Linked DNA regions of Sus scrofa: region 2 is linked to region 1. The links are chromatin contacts, called in public Hi-C maps. All regions are on one chromosome and are shown on one strand. The core of a region is the stretch at or near the end of the contact, and the rest is flanking DNA. Distances in the headings are between cores, read along the strand shown. Region 1 overlaps ARMC2 (armadillo repeat-containing protein 2). Region 2 holds the start of CD164 (sialomucin core protein 24).

Region 1 (4,218 bases), core at 1,475-3,974:
GGGTACTCTTAGTGTTTTATATCTTGTACTATTAGAAACAACGTTGGAATGATTATACTTTTACATATTTCAGAAATGTGAGTATAGGTTAATGTTAAACATGGAATTGTTGACTAAAGTATGTAACCTAAATTTCGATCGGTATTTCAAATTGCTCTCTAGAGGTTGCAGTAATTTATACTCCTTATATATATATATTTAAATTTTTGATCTTTTTAGGGCCACACCTGTGGCATATGGAAGTTCCAAGGTTAGGGGTCGAATCAGAGCTGCAGCTGTCAGCCAACACCATAACCACAGCAATGCCAGTTCTGAGCCGCATCTGTGACCTACACCACAGCTCACGGCAATGCTGGATCCTTTAACCCACTGAGCAAGCCCAAGGAGACCTGCATCCTCATAGATACTAGTTGGTTTCATTACTGCTGAGCCACAAGGGGAACTCCACACTCCTCATATAGTTCTTGATCATTTTTCCTCACACTTCAGAACACTCCCATTAGAAATGTATAAGTGCAGTGGAAATGAAACTGATTAGTACCCATGAGGATGTGGGTTCAAACCCTGGCCTCACTTACTGGGTTAAGTATCTGTGGCTGTGGTGTAGGCCAGCAGCTGTAGCTCTGATTTGACCCCTAGCCTGGGATCTACCATATGCTGTGGGGCCCTAAAAGGCAAAAAAAAAAAAAAAAAAAGGAAAGAAAAGAAACAAAATGAAATGTATAAGCAATGAATGGCTGTTTCTCTACCTCCTCTCCAACGCAGCCTATCATCAAACTTTTTAAGTTTTACTGAAGTATAGTTAATTTACAAGGGTGATACTTTCTGCTGTACAACAAAGTGATATGTTTAATTTTCCAATATGAAAGTCTTTATGTCATCAATTTATCAATCTGAAATTATTTTATGACTTCTGGGTTTTGTGGCATTCTTGGGCCTAACTCCATGAGTGTTTTTTTTTCTGGTACTATACTGTTGTTTTTTTTTGGGGGGGGGGGTTTCACTTACGTCTGATTTATCGTTTAGTAAAGTATGAGTTAGGACTGCAGTTTCACTTTTTCCTGACTGGCTCTCCAGTTGTATCAAGATCATTGTTTGTTTGTTTGTTTGTTTTAGCTTTTTAGGACCCCATCTGTGGCGTATGGAAATTCCCAGGAGCTGTAGCTGCTGGCCTACACCATGGCTTATGGCAGCGCTGGATCCTTAACCCACTGAGTGAGGCCAGAGCTTGAACCTACATCCTTATGGAAACTAGTTGGACTCATTAGTACTGAGCCATGACCGGAACTCCCAAGATCATTTATTTCATAATCCATTTCTCCCCCATTTGAAGCCACCTTTTATATACTAAAGCCATCAAAATGGTGTCTCTTAGGTATAAAATTAATAAAAGCCCATGAAATAGGTGTTTTGATAAAATGCATTTTAAATAAGATAGTAAAGTAAATGAAAAAAAAATTTTAAAGAAATTACTATTACATAAATAGTAATTTTTAGCCTCAAAGTTTATTTTGTTTGATAGGTATATAGTTGAATCAGAAATTCAGCAGTTAGGCTAGGAGTCATCATTTCATATAAACAGCTGCATTTATGCCAAAATGATGTTTTAAATAGCAGGAATGTGGGCTTTTTCCCTTACATTTGTTATAGGATAGACATATACATGGCCTAACCAGTGAATTTAGTGCCTCCCCTATGGTTATTAGACATTCTTGTCTTAGGTATAAGTGTAGAGTTATCAGAGTAAGAAATCACTGGCCTCTGATATAAGATTATTGGAAGCATATATAAAAATTTAGGCTTAGTTGGCAAATAGAGTGTACTTTGAATATGAATATTGAGTTCTCCTAATTAGGATTCTATTCCATTTTGTCCTGCCTGCTTAATTTTTTAAAATGTATTCTGCTCAAAAGGTTTTCATTTACTTGGACCAGATTTCTTGAATTGCTGCCACATGTCCTTCTCTCCCTCCCTCCCCCCCCCCCGCCCCCATCTTTTTCTTCTTTTAAAAGGAAAGCATCTGGTTATATCACAAAGAACTTTAGGAAGCAGTAGAGAGAGGGTGAAGTAATAGTTGTTTGTAATATATAAGCAAGGATTAATATTTGATTATTAAAGGTCGGGGGGTTGTTTGTTTCGAGACTAAATTGATAGAACATGGACCTGTAAAAAAAAAAATAAGTTGAATTATATTTTGGTTTTGTTTCTATAAGCACACTTACTGAGGGAAAAGATAGAAGCTTTAAGATTAGATTGTCAGTTTTTGTTAACCACACTACACTGTCACATAAAGTATAGAATTCTAGGTTCACTATGTCAAAAGGCAGAAAACCTTATTTTTTAATTAGTTGAGCTCCTCTAAAATATTAGCAAAGTTGATGAGATCCTATAAATTAAAAATTTAAGGAAAACTCAAAATTAATTTCTCATAGAAATTATGTCCTACGTACTTTTGTGGATTTAGAGAAGTTTAATTTTTCATAAAATTTCTGTTCTTTTGAAGTGTTATTATAGATGTAATAATAATTATACTTCTTTCACTTTAAGACATCTAGGTAGAGAATACTGTTTTTTCATTTCCTGACAAGATGAACAGGGATTGATATTTTGGTTGGTTGGGTTTTGGATGTACAAACACATTGGTCTTATTTTGTATCACTGACAATCCACAGAGTTGGCTGCTGTGTGCTGAACTTTCTGTTCTAGACTTTCTGCCAAGTACTTTATGCAAAACTCTGGTTTTAGTGAAACAGGTTTTATTGTTTTTAGTCAGAGTCATAAACTGTTGTCAGCTATGTGATGCAAACAGAGGAATTGGTATGTATATATGGCCCTGAAAACAAACCACCGAAACAAGCCTGTCTCTGTTCAACTGGCTGTTTTTCCCTTCCATTCCTGTAGCCTCAATTCATGTTGTTTACTGCTGGAGGCCTGAGATGGTGTAATTTTCTTTTCTAGGAACTTGGAATTAGAATTCCTCGACCACTAGGACACGGACCAAGTAGATTCATCCCAGAAAAGGAGGTATGTTGTTTGTAAAAGTACATAGTGAACTGTATGCTTTTAAGGAAGAGCTTTCATGACCCACTTCTTGGCATCTGAACAGCTGCTGGTCAACAATATGCAACAGAGCTGATCACAGTTAATCATCATGCTTTGGCAGTGAATCAGTGAGATTAGAAAGCTGTTATAGTCATGTTGATTTCTACTATTTTGTGATGCTTTTCTAACACCCAGATTTAATCGAGGAAAGGCAAGACTTGTTTTTGACCAGTGATGTGCCACCTGCTTATATTCAGATGTTGTTGAGGTGTGCCCATAAGCTGAGTTACTTGGTCTTGGCAAACTTGGTATCAGTGCTAGATTGGATCTTTAATACTAAATATGTAATGCTCCTATGCTTTGTTTTCACAAGAATTGTTTGCTGTTAGTTAATTTTGGTTCTCCTTAAATTAAGGGAGAGTAGGTGTTGTTTAAAGGAGAGGCATTAGTGTCTGTTTGCAGGCTCTGCAAGTTTGATCATCTAAATCTTGCTTCTTTATCTGGATTCTGGCCAAGCCTGCAAACAGCTTATCTAGATGACCTTTAATGTTTGACATTTGTTGTTTCTCCCCTACTACAAGATATGCGACTGTTTATTCTTCTGTCTTGCTACTAGTTGAGTTAAATTTGTAGAATTATAATCTTCCTTTTTTTCCCCTTTCCTGACCATACCTAGAGTTCATGGAAGTTCCTGGGCAGGGATTGAACCCAGGCCACAGCAGCAATCTGAGCTGCTGCAGTGATGCCAGATCCATAACCCACTAAGCCATAAGAGAACCCCTAACTTCTTTTTCTTAAGCTCATTTTATTTTTTTATGGCCACACCCATATAATATGGAAGATCCCTGGCCAGGGAATTGAATCTGAGCTGTATCTGAGAACTGCCTTGCAGTTGCAGCAACTCCAGATCCTTTAACCTACTGAACTGGGCTGGGTGTCCAACCCACACCTCCACAGAGACCTGAGCAGCTGCAGTCAGAGTCTTATCCCACTGTGCCAAAGTGGAAACTCCTCTTAAGCCAATTTTAATCTGCTTCTACAGTCCTCTGCTCTACCAGCTGAGTTATCAAAGAGCGCTAATCTGCCTCTAAATGACACTTAGAATGCAGTGCATGCATACTTTCTTTCTTCTAACACCAATTTACAATCTCTGTAACCATGGCTTTCCTCTCTTAT
Region 2 (3,957 bases), core at 643-3,142, 390 kb before region 1:
CTATCTGTGGCATCTAAAAATAATGCAAATGAACTTATTTACAAAACAGAACTGGACTCCAGACATAGAAAACAAATTTATGGTTACCAAAGGGGAAGGGGAGAAATAATGAAAATTACTTTGCTATACACCTGAAGCTAACACAATATTGTAAATCAATTATCGTCAATATAAAAAAACTATTTTATTAAAAAAAATTTGTTTTTGTCTTTTTAGGGCCACACCCATGGCATATGGAGGTTCTCAGGCTAGAGGATGAATCAGAGCTGTAGCTGCTGGCCTACGCCACAGCCACAGCAATGCCAGATCCAAACCACATCTGCAACCTACATGGATGCTAGTCAGATTGGTTTCTGCTCATCCACGACAGGAACTCCAAAAACTCTATTTTAGATGCCAGTCCTTGGTTTGAAATGGTGAAAATAACTTTGGAAGTCTTCCTTGACCTGGCTCAACAGATGCTGTGCTAAATAAGCTGATGCTTTTTTAGTCTTAAAAACAAGAGTGAAATGTCCCCTTACGAAGACCAACAAAAATTTGACAACTAGAGTTGAACACCCCGTGGCAAACTGTAAAACAGTGGCCTCCACAATAGCGTGTTTTCATCTTAGCATGGAGACAATCCATCCGGGTATGGGAAGAAAACAGAACTTCTATTACATTTTCAACATTAAAAAAAAAGTTGACTAGTGCCTTCATTTGGTCTGGTATCAGATGGTCATGTGCTAAATAAATACTGTGTGAGAGGAATCCTGACTGAAGAGATAGGTTTGAAGGCTGATGATGAGACCTCACTTACTTACTTGGTTGTACTCTCATGCTTTGGATGGCAAGTTGGACCAGTAAAAAAACGAGTTTCTGGCTTACATCCAAGCAATCTCTAACTAGCCTAGTTCATGGAACAAATGTTTATAGTCAGGAGGGTACACAAGCACCCCACTGATTTGATTGTAGGTTTAGGAAAGCCTTCAAGTTTAGGTAAACAAGGTAAATAGCTTACACAGTCATCTTTTGGGGGGGGGTGGATTCCATAGCGGGGTACATCTCACAAAAGCTACTGATGTTGCGTTACTTTTTCTTTTTAGGATAGGTGTGCGCAATTAAAATTAAATGATAAATACAAATAGCTGAAAACAGCTTTATAATCCAACTTTTACCATTTGATAGAAGCATGGCTGTACGCGTAAATATTTTTGTGAGACTGAGCATCAGATGGCGCTCATCCCTACTAAAAGCCTGAGCAGTGGCAGAATATTAACAGGCATTTCAAAATCCAGCCATGACGCCAAGCAATTGTGCCTTTCAGTCGAGTCACTTTTCTGAGTCTCGGTTTCTTCACCTGTAAAGTGGGGGTGGGAACAACCCAGATGGATTTCCAACTCTACCGTCTTTGATGCTTCCACTATAGCAGTGGCACGGACCGGCGGCTGCCACCGCTCACTGGCTGAAACCGCGAGAGACTCAGAAAACTCAAGGTGTGAAAGTGTGACAGAGGCAGATGGTGTGCGGCTCCGGCTGGAAAGCAGGAGAACGCTTTCAGTGTCTCAGCCGCTCACGTAGTGTGGGCGCCAGAGCAAAAACTGAACCGCGCGCGGTATCTCCATTTCCCTGGGATTTCCTAACACGAGGTCACTTACAACAAAACCCACTTTCAATGGGAAACGCGCGGGTCCTGAGAAGGATACTTATGCAAGCACCTTGGCAACGCGCGAGGGCAGTACAAACTTTATGCCTGCCCGGGTCCTGAGCGAAACGCCTGGAAACTACTTCCGCCTTGCGGTACTCGGGTCCTAGGGGCGCGGCTCCGGGGGTCACGTGGGGTATAGCCGATTCACCGCCACGACGCCGTGGCTACGTCATATAGCTTGTCCCATCCAAGACGGGGTGGGAGCCTTCTCTGTTGCCGGAACGAGAAAAGCCCAGCCGCATCCTTGTGACAGTCTCAGGGTAAAGAAAAGAATTTTATGTGTCTGTCCAGTTTCTTCGCTATATACAGTCGCTTGGAGGGACAGCTTCCTTCAGGTTTCCTCTCGATGTTCCTGTTCCCCCTCCCGTAGGATTCCAGTTGGTGTCGCCAGCGCCCCGCCTCCGCACGCCGCGGCCCTGGGGTAGCTCACGTGACCCCGGCACGCTCCCGCGGGGGGAGCGAAATCTCGAGGGCATCGCCGCAGGGGACAGAGGGACGCACGCTCCGTTGAGCACCTCATCTTTCGCTTGGACGCCAGCGCGAAGGACGCGATGTTGGGGCTCTCCCGCCAGCTTCTTTGGGCCGTCGGCTGCCTGGCCGCGCTCTGCGTGCTGACAGCGGCGAAGAACAGCACCATCCTGCCTCCGAGTACGACTACACCCTGGCTTTCACCGCCCACCACCCAGACAACCTCCGCGCCGCCGAAGACGCTCCCCACTCCAGCACCAGGTGGGCGCCGGTCCTACGGGCTTCCTACGCTCTTCTCCCGGGCGGAGCCGCCCGCGATGCCCGCGGAGCCGGGGCCCGGGCGGGCCGCGCTCAGGCAACATGGCGGCCCGTCCGAGTCCAGCCGGGACCAGGCCGAGGTGGCCGCGGTGGCCGAGGTGGGGAAGCGCCCTGGGGGGAAGGGGCGGCGGTTTCCGACCTCACAGTATCCCGCGCCGTGGTGCTGTTTAAAAGTGCCTCGTAATCCCCAGCCTGACTTCAGGCTCGGAAGAGGGGACGTGGCTTCCTTCCGCGGTGGCAGCGGTGAGGTTGATTATGGGGCGAGGCGGCCGCCTCCAAAGTTGGCGACGAGACCGAATTCCCTCTCGTTGGCGTTAGTCGTTTGTCCACCCAGGTTTTCTTTTCGAAGGCAGGCTTCTCCTGAGGTTGGCGAAAGAGGGAAAGAGACGCTGAAGACGTTAACGTTTTCTGGTGCCTCAGACCTGGGTGTGAAAAAATAAGTGGCTTGGGATTTAATTACATCGATTTTGCGGATAGGTATGGGATGTATTTGAGGTTGGAGCTTTTAATTAATTAAAGCTTAATACGCCCCATGCTATATGTGCAATGGAGGAAAAGTACCATACCCATTCGTATATCTGGTACTTCGCATATATCTCAAACTCAAAGATAGGTGGTGAAACTTAGGAGATGGAAGGAGATAAATTAACTGTGTCAAAACCCTATGTTTAGTAGTTTGAGAAGCTGAGATTCGAACCCAGGTCTCTGGATTTTCTAAAGCCCGGTCTGGAACACCTTTTATTAAGCTCTACAGACGATCTGGGAACTGGTTTAGGCATACACTAAATCTCTTAGCAGAATTTGGCAGTGCTTTGACAACACACGAGAGAGGGGGAGATAAATTTGAGGTAATAAGGTGAAGAACTTCTCTAGATATCTAAAACCTGCAGTCTAGTGTGATTGGCTGTTCTAATTAATATTGGGTGAGAAGTAACTGGCATCTTGATGGAAGAATTGCTGAAGTGTAACGATTTTTACCTTGGTATTTTTTTTTCAGGCTGATCGTGTTGTTTTACAATATCTTCCCTAGTTGTTGTGTTTTATAGGAGTTTAATGAAATACGTAATGTTATTTGTTAGATTTAGAAAGGTATGATGGTAAAATTCAAACATGTTTTGATGAGGAAAGAGAATCGCAGTACAATACTGAAATTCTTGCCACACTATTTCTAAGATGATAGAGCAGAATGTTTTGTATTTGTGCATATTGGTAGTTTGAACTGTTGGTGTGTGTGTGTGTAAAGAGAGGCTTGGAAACATGTTCATTGCATTTGTGTAATTGAAATGAATGCAAAGGAGATGATTTGTATTTTCTGTAATTGGTAGTTGGACAAACTGCAGTCTGAAGGGGAGCACATTTAGTTCATTGTAAGTAATGTTCACTCTGCTACCCAAACATTCATCATCAAGCACAAAAGATTTAAACAACTAGCATTTTTTGTCTGTATACAGACATCTGAAGAACTAATTTCTACTTTGTGACCA

Evidence for each region. Hi-C and Micro-C count contacts between places; a contact is called where the count stands out from the background.
Region 2: a contact with region 1 is called in a Hi-C map of heart right ventricle, with 3 times the contacts expected there. The contact joins the promoter of CD164 here to the enhancer-like site in region 1. A contact is called at or near these places in 1 of 5 promoter capture datasets (liver), 1 of 47 Hi-C or Micro-C datasets (heart right ventricle) and 2 of 2 datasets of contacts at active chromatin or transcription factors (alveolar macrophages and skeletal muscle).

What each region holds. Positions count from the first base shown.
Region 1 is chr1:75,069,522-75,073,739 of Sscrofa11.1, reverse strand. All of the region lies in intron 18 of ARMC2 (armadillo repeat-containing protein 2), which reads right to left. It overlaps SESN1 (sestrin-1), which reads left to right. Exons shown (of 10, transcript XM_021090855.1): 2 at 2,959-3,024. Among named protein-coding and RNA genes, the nearest start is that of SESN1, 99 kb to the left of the region's middle. Within about 2 kb of position 2,724, at least 19 of the 83 cell types and tissues checked have an H3K27ac peak or open chromatin away from gene starts, as enhancers often do. A contact at or near this core is called in liver and skeletal muscle, where this site is marked.
Region 2 is chr1:75,456,075-75,460,031 of Sscrofa11.1, reverse strand. It overlaps CD164 (sialomucin core protein 24), which reads left to right and starts at 1,892. Exons shown (of 7, transcript XM_001924626.5): 1 at 1,892-1,947; 2 at 2,058-2,416. The coding sequence starts at 2,239. It overlaps LOC102164525 (a long non-coding RNA gene), which reads right to left and starts at 1,788. Exons shown (of 4, transcript XR_300811.3): 1 at 1,698-1,788.